Linked DNA regions of Rattus norvegicus: region 1 is linked to region 2. The links are chromatin contacts, called in public Hi-C maps. All regions are on one chromosome and are shown on one strand. Each heading gives the region's core, a stretch centred on a gene start, on an enhancer-like site or on the middle of the called end of the contact. The rest is flanking DNA. Distances are from core to core; before and after follow the strand shown. Region 1 holds the start of Wdr59 (WD repeat domain 59). Region 2 holds the start of Mlkl (mixed lineage kinase domain like pseudokinase).

Region 1 (7,498 bases), core at 3,790-6,289, 180 kb before region 2:
AAGGATTCCATGTCAACCCCATCATTACATACTAACCAGCACATCAGTGTTTCCTGAGGCTCTATTTATAGTAGCTAAGTTATGGGACCAACCTATGTTTCTTTTTCTTTTTTTAAAGATTTTATGCATGTGAGTACACTGTTGCTGTTCTTCAGACACACCGGAAGAGGACATCAGATCACTCTATAGATGGTTGTGGGCCACCATGTGGTTGCTGGGAATTGAACTCAGGACCTCTGGAAGAGCAGTCAGTGCTCTTAACCACTGAGCCATCTCTCCAGCCCCCAACCTATGTTTCTTTTAAAAAAAATTACTTTTACATTTGTACCTTTTATTGTGTGTGTGTGTGTGTGTGTGTGTGTCTGTCTGTCTGTCTGTCTGTCTCTGGTTGTGTGTGCCTGTATGTGGTCTGTCTGTCTGTGGATTCAGGTGTCAAAAAAAGGTCAAAGGCACTGTTACCTCGCCTGGGTGTTAGGAACCAAATGTGGGTCTGGGTCCTGGACAAGAGTAATGTGTGCTCTTAACCACTGAGCCACCTCTCCAGGAGTGAAAAGGAAAAACACAACTGTGTTTAAATATGGCTAGCTGAGGCCCTAGGTTTCTAGGTTTGCCATGTATCTTCTCTTCAAGTGGCTTGGCTAATTAAATGACCTTCTAGAAAGACAGGAAAGCAAGAGCCCCATTTCATGTTCAGTTTATTGAGGTCTGTGTGACAAGGACCAAGGTTTCTCGGCCTCTGCCTCAGACAGGACACTCACTCATGACTCTCCGATGTGCACAGGAATGAAGAAGCAGCCAGAGCACTTTTGATTTTTACTTTAGAGTCTCCGCTCTTTGATGACAGAGTCATGACATGACTTTGTGGGTGGGACACAGCGTGGGTGGAAGATGTTAAAGAAGGGCCCGAGGAAGCAATTGGGAAGGCACGGATGCTTTGTCTCCTTACATTCTTTTTACATGAAAGGAAGAAAGTGCTGAGAGAACAGAGAGTGAGGACCCGAAACCCAAAGTACCTTCTGTGCTTGCGGCGCACGACAGGAAGATTTGGAGGCGTGGAAACCAGGTTTTCCTGTTGTTATCCTGACACTTGAGAGGTGGAGGCAGGAGGATCAGATCAAGATCATCTGAGCTACAGTGAGTGCCAGGCCAGTCTGGCCTACATGAGACCCCCCATCTTTTAAAAAGAAAAGCTTGGGAGAACTGGAGCAAGAGAGCTGAGAGTCAGGGAAGCATTGCCACAAAGCTCCGATAAGGGTGACCCAGCACATTACCAAGTTACCTAAGGACAGACAGAGCTTCTCTGGACAGACAGAGCTTTGAGATATCCTTCCCTCTAGCTATTGCCTAAACCAACCTAAATACACCAGCAGGACCTTCCTAACTAGCTCTTTTCTACCTTTTCCTGCTGTAATTTCCGGTCACGCTCTCAAGTACCAGCCAAACCTGACCTATGGAACCACTTGTTCAGCAGAGTTATACGGTGTTTACTGCTTCCAGTGAATAGGCCAGTAAGAATACAACAGGCTAGGAAAACTAACACATTCGTTGATTCTGATCTGATTTCCTGAACAGGCATAGAAGATTGTATTTTCCCTGGAGCGACGTGCCTGCAATCTCACTTCATAGGAGTGGATCCTCGTTTTTGTGGCTGGACTGGTCTTTATCTTCAGAGCAGTCTTGGTCCTTTGTGATAGAGAATTGGAGATCGGAGGGAACTGGGTGTTTAGGGAAAATAGTTTCCTGTTCGGGGGGAGGTCTCACTATGATACAGAGGTTGGTCTAACTCCTGATATCCAGTGATCTTAAAAATAATCATTTTATTTATTTGTTTGCTTTTGGGACAGGGTTTCACCATGTAGCTCTGGCTGGTGGGAAACTCGCAAGGTAGACCAAGCTGTCCTTGAATTCACACAGATCCAGCTGTCTGCCTCTCAAATGCTAGGATTTAAAGTCATAAGCCATAGGATTGAATTGTTTTTTCTTTTCTTTTCTTTTTTTTTTTAAGATTTAAACAATTTTTATGTGTATGTGTGTGTGTGCTGCAGGTCCTTACAAGGGCCAGAAGAGGGCATCAGATTCCCTTATAGCTGCTGCGAGAAGCCCCAAGCGGGGCTTCAGATCTCTGGAAGAGCAGCCAATGGTTTAATGGATGACCTATCTCTTCAGCCCCCTCAGGATCCTGTTGTGATAACGCACCCTGAGTTCTGGGATTGATTAGAACTTGACATTACAATTAGCTCTAGAAAGTTTTTCTTTAACATTTGTGTGGACTTGTATGAGTATCTGAGCATGTGTGTTTGTGTTCATTCATGTGCAATTGCTCCTGTGCACGGGGAGAGCAGAATAAGGCAGCAGGTTTCCTCATCCTGTTGTTTTGAGGCATGGCCTCTCTCTCCTCTTTTTTTATTTCCCTCTCCCTCTCCTTCTATTTCCTCTTCCCCTTCCCCTCCCTCTCCCTCTCCCCCTCCCTCTTCTGAACCTTGAGCTCATGTTTTCTCAGTTAAAATGAACACCAGCAAAACAGTGATCCTCTTGTCCCGTCTCCACCAAACTAGATCTGGAGTTACAGGTCCACACTGGAGCCTAGATTTATTACACAAGTCCTGAGATTCTGCTCTTTGTGATTTTTCTTTCTTTCTTTCTTTCTTTCTTTCTTTCTTTCTTTCTTTCTTTTTTTTTAAGATTTATTTATTCATTTATTATATATAAGTACACTGTCGCTGTCTTCAGATACACCAGAAGAGGGCATCAGATCTCATTACAGATGGTTGTGAGCCACCATGTGGTTGCTGGGAATTGAACTCAGGACCTCTGGAAGAGCAGTCGGGTGCTCTTAACTGCTGAGCCATCTCTCCAGCCCCCTCTTTGTGATTTCAAAGCAAATGTTCTTATTCAGTAAGCCATCTCCCTCTAGGACTGTAATAGTTTTGCTCGTTTGTTTTGTTTTTCAAGGCATGGCTTCTTGGTATAGCCCAGGCTGTCCTAGAACTTCACTTTGTAGCCCAGGCTGGCCTCAAACTCAGAGATCTGCCTACCTCTGTCTCCCTAGGATTAAAGGCTGCACTACTACTACTTGGCTGTTACTGTTCTTTTTAAAGAGTTTCAATTTGTGAGAAAAAACCGATAGGAGGATAGGAGAGAAAGCATTCAGGAAAATGACTGATGATTCTATGTTCCTAGATGTACAGGATTACCCAGGGATGGAGAGATGGCTCATCAAATACTGCTCTTGCAGAGGACCTGAGTTCAATTCCCAGCATTCATACCAAGCAGATCACCAGTACCTGTAACTCCAGTCCTTGGGTATCTGATGTCCTCTTTTGGCCTTCTTGGGTAACTGCACTCATTTGCACATCCTCATCCCCACCCCCACCCCCACCCATACCCTCCTTCCTACACACACGCGCGCACACACACACACACACACACACACACACACACACACTTAAAAATTAAATAGCCAAAACAAATCTTTTAAAACAGAGTCACATAAAAGTACTTGAATCGTCTGGAGGTTACTACTTTCGGTTGCACAGAGTACCCCTCTGACTTACAAAGGTCTGCGGGACCATCTGCTGCTCTCATTCACCCAGGGCAAACATGCATGGAGCAGCCTGTATATGCAGTAACAAGCAGATTTCAACAAAACAGTCCAGGGACCCGTCTGAAGCTTGGAAATAATAAATAATTATTGAATTAATGAATCCAGAAAGAATCCAACTGGGACACACTCACTCTTTACATTGAGAGTCTGCTCCCCGTGATTTCAAAGCAAATGTTCTTATCCAGTAAGCCATCTCCCTCTAAGCCTGCAATAGTTTTTGTTTGTTTTGTTTCATTTTCAAGACATGGTTTCTCTGTGTAGCCCAGGCTGTCCTGTTCCATTTTTTGGTACCGAGGTGTTTTCTGGGATGCAAGATTTTTTTTTTTTTTTTTTTTTTTTTGCTGGTTATAGTGGTAAAACCTGGACTGTTCCAGGCAGGTGACAGTGAGATGACAGTCACCCTATCCTACAGACAAGTTTGTCTGACCTTTCTAACAAGCATCTCAGGGGCAAAGGAGCCAATACCTTCTCTCCGCTCATGCAACGATTTGCAGAGAGGAATACCAATAATAGTTTATACTTGAGCCTTTACAACGTGCCGGGCCTTACAACAGCTAAATAAGACAGTACATTTCTACTTCAGGAGAGAATGTGATGCTAAACCAGGTAACCCGGGATTTCAAAAGATAGGATTGAAGCGAAGCCAACTGTTACCTACTATGCTGAACCTTCCTGATATTTTTTATTTCATCCTCAAAAATTATCTAAGACTCCAAAAACTGTTTGTGTGGATAAAGGTATTGACAGTATTAGAAATTAAAGCCATGAATAAAAAAAAATATGGTTAAATGGTAAGTATCATTAACATCTTCAGTGAAAAAAATAAGTTTCCAAAACCAAACGATGTTATCAAAAAGAGTGGCAAGTCGTTTAATATTCAGTCTAAACAACCTCTCTGAGTACATTCCCTATGTACCACACAGCCTCGGGAGAACTGTACAGCACACTGGTGAGAGAAAATGAAAGTAACGTGTTAATATGATTATGAAATTGTTTTACCTTTAGGGACTTGCCCCCCCCCCCCCCCGTCCCCTCTCCCCAAGTGTTGCGGAGAACCTCGGAGCTTCGATATGTAAGAGGCATGGCTGTACAACATGAAACAATGAATTGTGAACTCAAATTTTTCAAAGCCTTGATGAGAGGTATCAGAAGAAGTTATTTTACTTTGGTACGGATGTCGGTCCTGTTTATACGCTGTATGTAGTAGAATACGGGGGATACCATCCAACTACCAGCAAGACAGGACCGCCGGCGGCGTCTGCTCTCTAAACTCAGGCTCTTACTGGGTAACTGACGCTGACCTGACATTTGACTACAATTCCCGGCAGAGCTCACGGCAGGGGGCGTGTCAGCAGTGGGGTGCCCGGGTGACTCGTACTGATGACGAAATGAAGGGGCGTTCCTGTTTTTGGAGGCAGGTCTGGTCCCTGGTTGGGGGAGAAAACAGAAGAGGCGGGATCTATCATCGGAGTAGCCAATGCGTTGCGGTCAAGTGAAAGGCAGGGAACGAGGCGTGGCCGGATTTATTAGCTGGCTGTGTGGGGCTTACTAACCTAGGGAGTCTCGGGTCTTGGGGTCGGGGTGGAGGGTCGCCGACTGGCACCCCACGGTCGGGCTTGTGAGATGGCAGCGCGCTGGAGCAGCGAGAACGTGGTGGTGGAGTTTCGGGACTCTCAGGTGAGCTGTGCGTAAATGGAGCCGTCTGAGCATGCGCTTTCCGTGGTTTACACCCCCAAGACCCCCCACCCCGCCTTTTCATCCATCCCTTTGCTCAAGGTGGGGAGATGGACATGGTGCTCACCCGGAGCTGTCAGAGCCAGGATAGCCTAGGGAAGCTTTGATTACTAATCAGGACAGTTAGGGCAGGCATGTATGGCCTTTAGGGTTTCACAAGTGCTCATGGTCTTGGAACACCGAAATACCGATAGTAAATGCTGAAGGGATTCTTCCCTTGTACAAGGTAATGAGCTGGGGGAGGTGTCCACTCCCTGAGGTAGTCGACTGCTCTTGGTGACTTCAGGAAAGTTGCAGAACTTCTCTGAACCTCAGTTACTTGAACCAATCTCGCCTACCATTTGTGGGTTGAATTTGCGAAATACTGTTTTGCAGAGCATCTGTTCCAACCTACTAAGTGATTGCTAAAGGAGACAAAATACATGTATTGCTTGGATTGGACACCCCTGTGGCCCATCCCTGACGTCACGCTTTACACATCAGTTTTCTTACCTGTAGAAGGGAGATTATTATACTTACAGGTCTGGCGTGAGGTCACATGATTAAGACGTGTGTCGCACGGCAAGCTTCAAAAATTGTTAACATTGGGGGCCCACAAGGTGACTGGCAAGGTCACTGCTGCCTAGGCTGCCAACCTGAGTTCAATCTCCAGAACCCGCAAGCCAGGAAGAATAGCTCCCATACATCATCCTCTTTCCTCCGTCCACAGGCTGTGGCACATGTACGCACAGTAAATAAATGAACAATAAAAAAATGAAAATGATATCTTTTTTAAAATGTTAGCATTGAGCTCTTGAAGCGTTTCAGTTATTGGCCGATTGGCCTGTCAGCTTTAGTCCCACCCCAGGACCCATGTGGCAGAAGGACAGAGCCAGCTTCCACAAGTTGTTCTTTGACCTCCACACATACTGTATGGAGGTCACACACTCACACACACACACACACACACACACACACACACACACTAAATAAAAAAACTAAAAATTAAAAGAAGTTTGTATTGACTGAATAGTTTAATTATTTTTTCCTTTCTTTAAGTTAAAATAAAACATTATAGTGAGTGATGTGTGTGGGTGCGTAGGGATCAGAGGACAACACTGGGGAGTCTATACTCTTCTACTGTGGGACCTAAGCTTAGGTCAACAGCCATTATCTTGCAACTTTACACTGTGGGTCGTCTTGAAGGTATCCATTTAAAATTTTAGGTGTATGGTTGTTTTGGCTGTTTATATGGAAATCATTTGCATGTCTAGTGACTGCTGAGGCCAGAATCTCCTGGATCTAGAGATACAAACAGTGGTTAGCCTCCATGTGGATGCTGGAAATCTAGCCTGTGTGCTCTGGAAGAGGGCCGTCTCTCCAGCCAGTAATCCCTTCGCACCCCACACTTTCTTTTTTGAGACAGGGTCTCATATGTAGCTCTGGCTCTCTTGGAAGTCATTATGCAGACCAGGCAGGCCTCAGACTCAGAGAGATCCTCCTGCCTCTGTCTTCCGAGACTAGGGGTTAGAGGCATGCACTAGGACTCTTTTTTTTTTTTTTTTCTTTTTTTCCGGAGCTGGGGACTGAACCCAGGGCCTTGTGCTTGCTAGGCAAGCGCTCTACCCCTTGGACTAAATCCCCAACCCCACTAGGACTCTTTTGAGACAGGATTCCATGTACCCAAGGTTAACTTTGAGCCTGGCGTGTAGCTAAGGAGACCTTGAACTTTTGGTCCTCTTGCCTGTTCCTCCTGAGCACTGAGGTCATAGGTGTGCACCACCACACACAGTTTTGAGCAGTGCCTTAGGCTCCATGCATGCTACACTGACTGAGCTGAGCTATATTTTTATCATTTTTCTGTATTGAGTCTTCCATGTGCCAGGCTTCATGCTAGGCAGTGTATCTGTGTTTTCTTTTTCTACTTGATGAAAGAGCCCTGCAGGCTAAGTAGCTATTATTCTTTTCTACCAAAAGAGGAGGCTGATCCCTCATTGGCTGATCTTGAGAGACTTGTCTAGGGCCTACTGTATGTGGCTGGTGGCCACGGGGATTTGTACAGTCTCTGGCCCCAGAGCCCATAATGCTACTTCATCTCTTAATAGCTTATAATGTGTCACACATAGGTTCATAATAAATATCATGTCTTCCTTTCCTGATACCTAGGACATTTCTTCTCAA
Region 2 (6,982 bases), core at 1,734-4,233:
TATTAGTTCTGCTTTACAATTAAATCTACAGGGGCTGGGGATTTAGCTCAGTGGTAGAGCGCTTGCCTAGGAAGCACAAGGCCCTGGGTTCGGTCCCCAGCTCTGAAAAAAAAGAACCAAAAAAAAAAAATCTACAATCCTTTGGGGTTAATTTTTATATAAGGTTTGCGTTTTACAGCAAGTTTGTCCTTAGTTGTTATTCCACTGCCATTTGGATACCAAATATTGCACAAAGAATTTGTAATACATAAACTCTCAAGATTCGCATAACAAACGAAAATAGAGAAGATACAGAGATTCACCAAAGAAGCAATTAGGTATGGCAAAGAAATCATGAAAGATATTTAGCATCATTGGGCACCAAGAAAATGCCAATTAAAATCACTTTGAGAAGGGGCTGGGGATTTAGCTCAGTGGTAGAGCGCTTACCTAGGAAGCGCAAGGCCCTGGGTTCGGTCCCCAGCTCCGAAAAAAAAGAACCAAAAAAAAAAAATCACTTTGAGACATCCACATGCCTATTAAAATAGCTTTCTTAAAAAACAGCAAGATAACAAGACTCTGGTGAGGACGCAGAGAAAAGGGGTTATCTTGCACATTGATGGTGGGATGCTAGTAAATCTGCTTCAAAAGCTTTCATACCGGATGCTTCCAGTTCTAGCAGGTCAGTGCACCCAGTTCAGCTACTGTTATGGTTGACACGACTACCCACTTCTTTCAACAATGGCCTTGGGCAGAGTGGAGGCTGCCTTTTGCCCTAGAACTTCCAAGTGCTGACCTCTCCCCATGGAATCTGGCTGACTACCCCATGAATCCAGTAAGTTTCCACGGAGATCACATCTTTCTTTGTTGTTAATTTGTGTGTGCAAATGGCAAGAGTGTGGTCAGAGAGCACTTTGTAGGACTTTTTTTTCTTTTTCTTTTTCTTTTTCTTTTTTTTTTTTTTTTTTTTTTTTTTTTTTTTTTTGGAGCTGGGGACCGAACCCAGGGCCTTGTGCTTCCTAGGCAAGTACTCTACCACTGAGCTAAATCCCCAACCCCGATTTGTAGGACTTTTGTCACCCCTTCTACTTTGTGAGTCCCAGGTGAACTCGGGTCCTCCTGCTTAGAGGCATGCACCTTTGCCTTCTGAGCCATCTCGCTGGGCCTGGGGTCACATCTTTATCAGCTTCCCCCTGCCCTCACCCCCTGCCTTTGCTACTCTTCACAATATATCATCACTGTGATGGTTTGTATATGCTTGGGCCAGGGAGTAGCACCATTAGGAGATGTGGCCTTGTTGGAGTAGGTGTGTCACAGTGGGCGTGGGCTATAACACCCTAGACCTAGCTGCCTAGAAGTCACTATCTGCCTTCAGATGAAAACGTAGAACTCTCAGCTCCTCCTGCACCATGCCCGCCTGGATGTGCCCATGTTCCTGCCTTGAACCTCTGAGCCTGTAAGCCAACCCCAATTAAATGTCATCCATATAAGAGTTGTCTTGGGGGGTTGGGGATTTAGCTCAGTGGTAGAGCGCTTGCCTAGGAAGCGCAAGGCCCTGGGTTCGGTCCCCAGCTCCGAAAAAAAAAAAAAAAAAGAACAAAAAAAAAAAAAAGAGTTGTCTTGGTCATGGTGTCTGTTCACAGCGGTAAAACCCCAACTAAGACAACCATGTACATAAATCTCTAGACCTAAGACGACCGATGGTGGCAAACAGTTACAAAGTGGGCCTAGAGGCCTGAATCTATTATCCCAGCCATGTGGGAGGCTAAGAAAGTGGGGGGGGGGGTCACAAAAGTTCAAGACCTGCTCGGGTAACTTAAAGAGACCTTGTCACAAAACCAAGAGGGGGCTGGTATACAGCCTAGTGATAGGGAGCGTGCCTAACAAACACAGAACCCTGGATTCAATCCACAGCACCACAGGAAAGGAGTGTAGTGGTGCACTTCTGTTATCCCAGGATCCAGGAGGGGAGGCTGGAGGGCTGATGGTTCAAGAACATCCTTGGCTACACAGTGAGTGAATGTCTGTGGGGAGACAACAAATGAGAAAGGGCAAGGAAATGAGAAAACAGGTAAACTAAACCCCCCAGGCAGCCCCCAACTGTGTCGCCCCAAAGTAAAATGTCTCCCCATCCTTTCCAGCTATATAGCTCAAGAAAATCAACAGCATTTCTTTCCTTCTTTTTCTTATTTTATTTTATTTTTTATTTTTGAGATAGAGTTTCTCTGTGTAGCCCTGACTGTCCTGGCTTTGTAGACCAGGCTGGCCTCAAACTCACAGAGATCCCGAGTGCTGGGATTGTGCACCACCTCCTGGCTCGTGAACGGTATTTTTTTATACTGGCAAACTGGGCATATAACGGACTTTAATAATAAACTCACCTTGAAAAATAACAAAGTTTGGAGATGACTTAGAGGGAAAAAAAAGGAATTGAGCCCTACTTGGGTAACCTCACATTCCCTTGAACTTCCTCCACTAGGTTCTATCTCCTGCCCCAGGATTTTTCGACACAAAGAGGCCAAAGGAAGTGCCTTGGCACTTCTAGGAGTCACCCCCATTTTAATGCATTTACCGGTGTGGTGTGTGCGTGCGTTTGCATGCCAGGGCCTGTGCACATGTCGAGGTCAGAAGACAACTTGGAGAACTCAGTTCTCTACTTCCACCTCAGGAGAAGAAGGTGACTCAAGTCGGCAGGCTCACTGAGCTGTCTCAGCCTCGCTTTTTTATTTTTTTTATTTTGCTGAACTTCCAGGTTATCCCATACAGTGGTTATCAGGGCTTCCTGTAACCTTATTTGCTCAATCCCCAAATCCAAGACCCCAAGCAGAGGACCTGGGAGGACTCAGAGTAGCTATTTAATGGATTTGGAGAAGGACCAGAGACAACTGGAGACTTCAACTGGGAGCTGTCCAGAAAGCGGGTGTGAGAAGCTGGCACTCCTCCAGCAGGAGTAGAAACCCCCCCCCCGAGGGGGGGGAGGCGTGTCAAACTGGCAGCCACTTCCGGAAGAAGAAACAGCTGTTGGTTTTGAGGGCTCGGCTGGGGCATTGCTGTGTTAACCCAAATTTGACTTTACACGAGAACTGTGGCCGGTGTAGAATTCCTCCGGGATGCGGGAGCATTAAGGCTGCACCAAGGGAAGGGGCTCAGGAGACCGGGGACCTGTCCTGGTCTGGGGTGCATTGTCAGCGAGGAAGAAGATCACAGTGGCCAGTGGGAGACTGATCCTACTGGAACACTGGAACGGAGCGCAGGATAGACCAAGACCAGCGCCCCTCGGAAAAACCGGGCTGAGTCCTCAGACTCCAGGGAGCCATAGCGCAGCAGGAGGAAGCAGGAGAATCACGGAATCACAGATAGGACTTCCTGGAACTCGGGGTGAGTTGGTTTCGATTCCCTAACTCTATTGGGCTGTGCGGCTGCTGAGATCCCTGCTGACCTTTTGCCCAAGTAAGATGGTGATCGAGGACTGGGATTCGAGGAGAGGCAAAGAGTGGGACCCGTCCAGAGGTGCCCAAGTCTTAGAGTAGATGGGAAGTCAGTAAGACAATCAGTTTCCAGCACAGATGATTATGGGGATGGGAGGTGGGAGAGGGTGTGTTCGGGTAGGGGGGGGCAGGGATTCAGGACAGGGTTTCTCTGTGTGGCTCTGTCTACACTGGAATTTGGATCTTGTTCCGTAGACAAGACCCAACGTGAACTCAGAGATCCGCCTGCCTCTTGACTGCCAAGTGCTGGGACTAACACTAAGGGTGTGCCCCACCATCATCCAGCATGATTCCAGTTCTTAATATGAATTCCCTTTTCCTTTTCTAGGGCCCATTTCATGAGTAGTCTAATGTAATTTTTTTAAAGGGCCTCTGACTTTTTTTTTTAGACTATTCATTTGTTTATGGAAATAGGCTCTCACTGTGTAGCTCTGACTGGCCTGGAACTCACTGTATGGTCCAAGCTGGACTTGAATTCGCAGAGATGCTTGTCTCTGCTTTCCAAGTGCTGGGTTTAAAGTTGTGCCACTACGCCCAGATATTTCTGACATTTTTTTATAATTGGAGGGGAACGGGGCAAGAGTAAATTAATATATTTAGTACTACTTCCAGATTTTTCTCCTTTGCTCTCAGACATCCAAGCCTTGACGGCTTGGGCTCAACATCTGGGAATCGCTGGGGCCCGAGATCCATTGATTTTGTTTAAGAGCACCATGACAGGCTAGAAAGACGGCTCAGCCTTTAAAGAGTATCCTGATACTAATGCCTTGCCTGGGAATCCCATGGACAAAGAAAACTAATCACTCACATGCTTGGTTTCACTTTTTTTTTTTTTTTTTTAAGATTTGTTTAATTTGTTTTATGTATATGAGTACACTGTTGCTATCCTCGGACTCACCAGAAGAGGACATCAAATCCCATTACAGATGGTTGCGAGCCACCATGTGGTTGCTGGAGATTGAACTCAAGACTTCTTTTTAGAACAGTCAGTGCTCTTAAACGCTGAGCCATCTCTCCAGCCCTTGGTTTCACTTTTTGACTCATGTTTTAAAGGCAGACTGGGATTCCAAGGAGTTGTTTTCTCTATGTTGTAATCTGATCTGTAAATGGATTTATTCCTTTCTTTGGGGCGCGTGTGCATGTGTGTGTGTGTGTGTGTGTGTGTGCGCGCGCGCACGCGCACGCGTCCTTATGGAGAGCAGAATAAGGCTCAGAGCCCCTGGAGTCTTACGTTACAGGCAGTTGTGAGCTGACCAGCATAGGTCCTGTCTATGACAGAGCAGTCAGTGCTCTTAATTACTGAGATAGCTCATCTACTGAGGGAGCTCTTTCTCTGTTGTTTTAATTTTTTCCAAGATAATTCTTACCCTATCTTTCACTGGGCCATTGAGAAGCTTGTTAAGGCTTTGAGCATTCTGAGGGTTGGGGATATGGCTCAACAGTTAAGAAAACTGGTTACTCTCCCAGAGGACACAGCTTTGATTCCCAGCATGTACATGGCCATTGTATTCCCAGAAGATCTGACCTCCTGTCTCTATGTGCATGTGGTACAGAGATATACATGTAGGCAAAACACTTGTACACATAAAATAAAAATAAGCAAATCTAGCCAGGCAGTGGTGATGTGTAGCAGGGAATTAGTTAAACTGCTTTGACTCTTGGTGGGACGCACACACGCCCCATCTGAGAGCTCTCTGGATTAGAGAATGAAACATGCATGAATGCACGTGCACGCGTGTGCACACACACACACACACACACACACACGCACGCACACACACACATGCACATATGCACACCAGCTAATTTCAATATGCCTTGACTAACTCAATGGCTAGGCATTTCTTTTTTTTTTTTTTTTTTTGGTTCTTTTTTTCGGAGCTGGGAACTGAACCCAGGGCCTTGCGCTTCCTAGGTAAGCGCTCTACCATTGAGCTAAATCCCCAGCCCCATGGCTAGGCATTTCTAAACCTCCCCGAGGCTAGCACACACTTCCCTCTGGTATTCCTGGTTTAACACCTTCTAAATCTATAATTTATCTTTGCTGCCCTGTAACCTTCTGGTCAGTGCCTCCCTCCACCCCTCTCAGTAGGGCTGCATATCCTTTACACCCACATTGTGGGATGCTTTCTCTCCTGCAGCTCTTAAACCGGATCCTTCTCCCTCCTCCGAGTCATGGCAAGTCTCTTCTTCCCCTCAGTCGCTTGCCCGCACAATCTAAAAGTTCCGCCCTGTCTCCTTGCCCAGCCATTGGCCGTATGTCAATTCTTTATTATTAGTCGAAGCCAGCTGGGGCAGGGCTCTTATGTCTGGAATCTTGGCTTTTGGGAGCCGAAATAAGACAAAGCTTTAGAACCAATTCCCAACAGTGGTGCATACCTTTAATCCCAGCACTCAGGAGGCAGAGGCAGGCAGATCTCTTGAGTTTTAGGTCAGCATGGTCTACAGAGTGAGTTCCAGGATGTTCAAGACTACACAGAGAACCCTGTCTCAAAAATAGATAGATAGATAGATAGATAGATAGATAGATAGATAGATAGATCTTTAAAACAACGATTAGGGGCTGGGGATTTAGCTCAGTGGTAGAGCGCTTACCTAGGAAGCGCAAGGCCCTGGGTTCGGTCCCCAGCTCTGAAAAAAAAAAAAAAAAAGAACCTAAAACAACGATTAAAGTGCCTTTGAAGCCAGGATTGTGGTATGTGGCTTTAATTACAGCATTTTTTGAGGCAAAGTTGTGAGGCTCTCTGCAAGTTGGGGGCCACCCTGAGCTACCTATTGAGCTCCAGGACAGCCAAGGATACAATAAGGAGACCCTATCCCCAAAAAAACAAAAGAGTGCTTCCGGGTCTGTTTCTACGGCTTTGAACTCGTTCGGACAACACCTTCATCTATCATGTGAAGAGGAGGAACTGTGATCCTACAGCACTCAATGTGTTGCAAGTGACGAGTTGCTATGGCCAGAGCGTCCAGGGACTAAGCCACTCCCTAAAGGCTATCCATGGACTGACCCTGGACTCTGACCCCATAGGTAGCAATGAATATCCTAGTAAGAGCACCAGTGGAAGGGGAAGCCCTGGGTCCTGCTAAAACTGAACCCCCAGTGAACGTGATTGTTGGGGGGAGGGCAGCAATGGGGGGAGGGTGGGGAGGGGAACACCCATAAGGAAGGGGAGGGGGAGGGATTAGGGGGATGTTTGCCTGGAAACCGGGAAAGGGAATAACACTCGAAATGTAAATAAGAAACACTCAAGTTAATAAAAAAAAAAAAGAAAGAAAAAAAAAAGAAAGGAATGGTAATGTGCATTGAACCCAGGGCTTTGTACCTGTCAGACAAGGGACATACTACTCAGCTGTATCTTACTCCCAGAGTAGAATTTCTGTGTAGAGTCTTATAGCATTGCCTCCAGATGCATTTGGCTTACCATTAATGATCAAAGTAATTTTCATTCTTGCTTATACTCTTAATTGTACTTTACATATACATATTCATATTTGAAAGGTTGAAAACATAAAGA

What was found. Hi-C and Micro-C count contacts between places; a contact is called where the count stands out from the background.
Region 1: a Hi-C map of Schwann cells shows a contact between it and region 2, with 5 times the contacts expected there. The contact joins the promoter of Wdr59 here to the promoter of Mlkl in region 2. A contact is called at or near these places in 4 of 12 Hi-C or Micro-C datasets (the A7r5 cell line, the Rat2 cell line, Schwann cells and 1 more).

Annotation. Positions count from the first base shown.
Region 1 is chr19:56,390,676-56,398,173 of GRCr8, reverse strand. It overlaps Wdr59 (WD repeat domain 59), which reads left to right and starts at 5,039. Exons shown (of 27, transcript XM_063278659.1): 1 at 5,039-5,281. The coding sequence starts at 5,228. LOC120098630 (a long non-coding RNA gene) reads right to left here and starts at 5,288. Exons shown (of 2, transcript XR_005497030.1): 1 at 5,158-5,288; 2 at 4,741-5,031.
Region 2 is chr19:56,209,859-56,216,840 of GRCr8, reverse strand. It overlaps Mlkl (mixed lineage kinase domain like pseudokinase), which reads left to right and starts at 2,983. Exons shown (of 11, transcript NM_001401077.1): 1 at 2,983-3,357.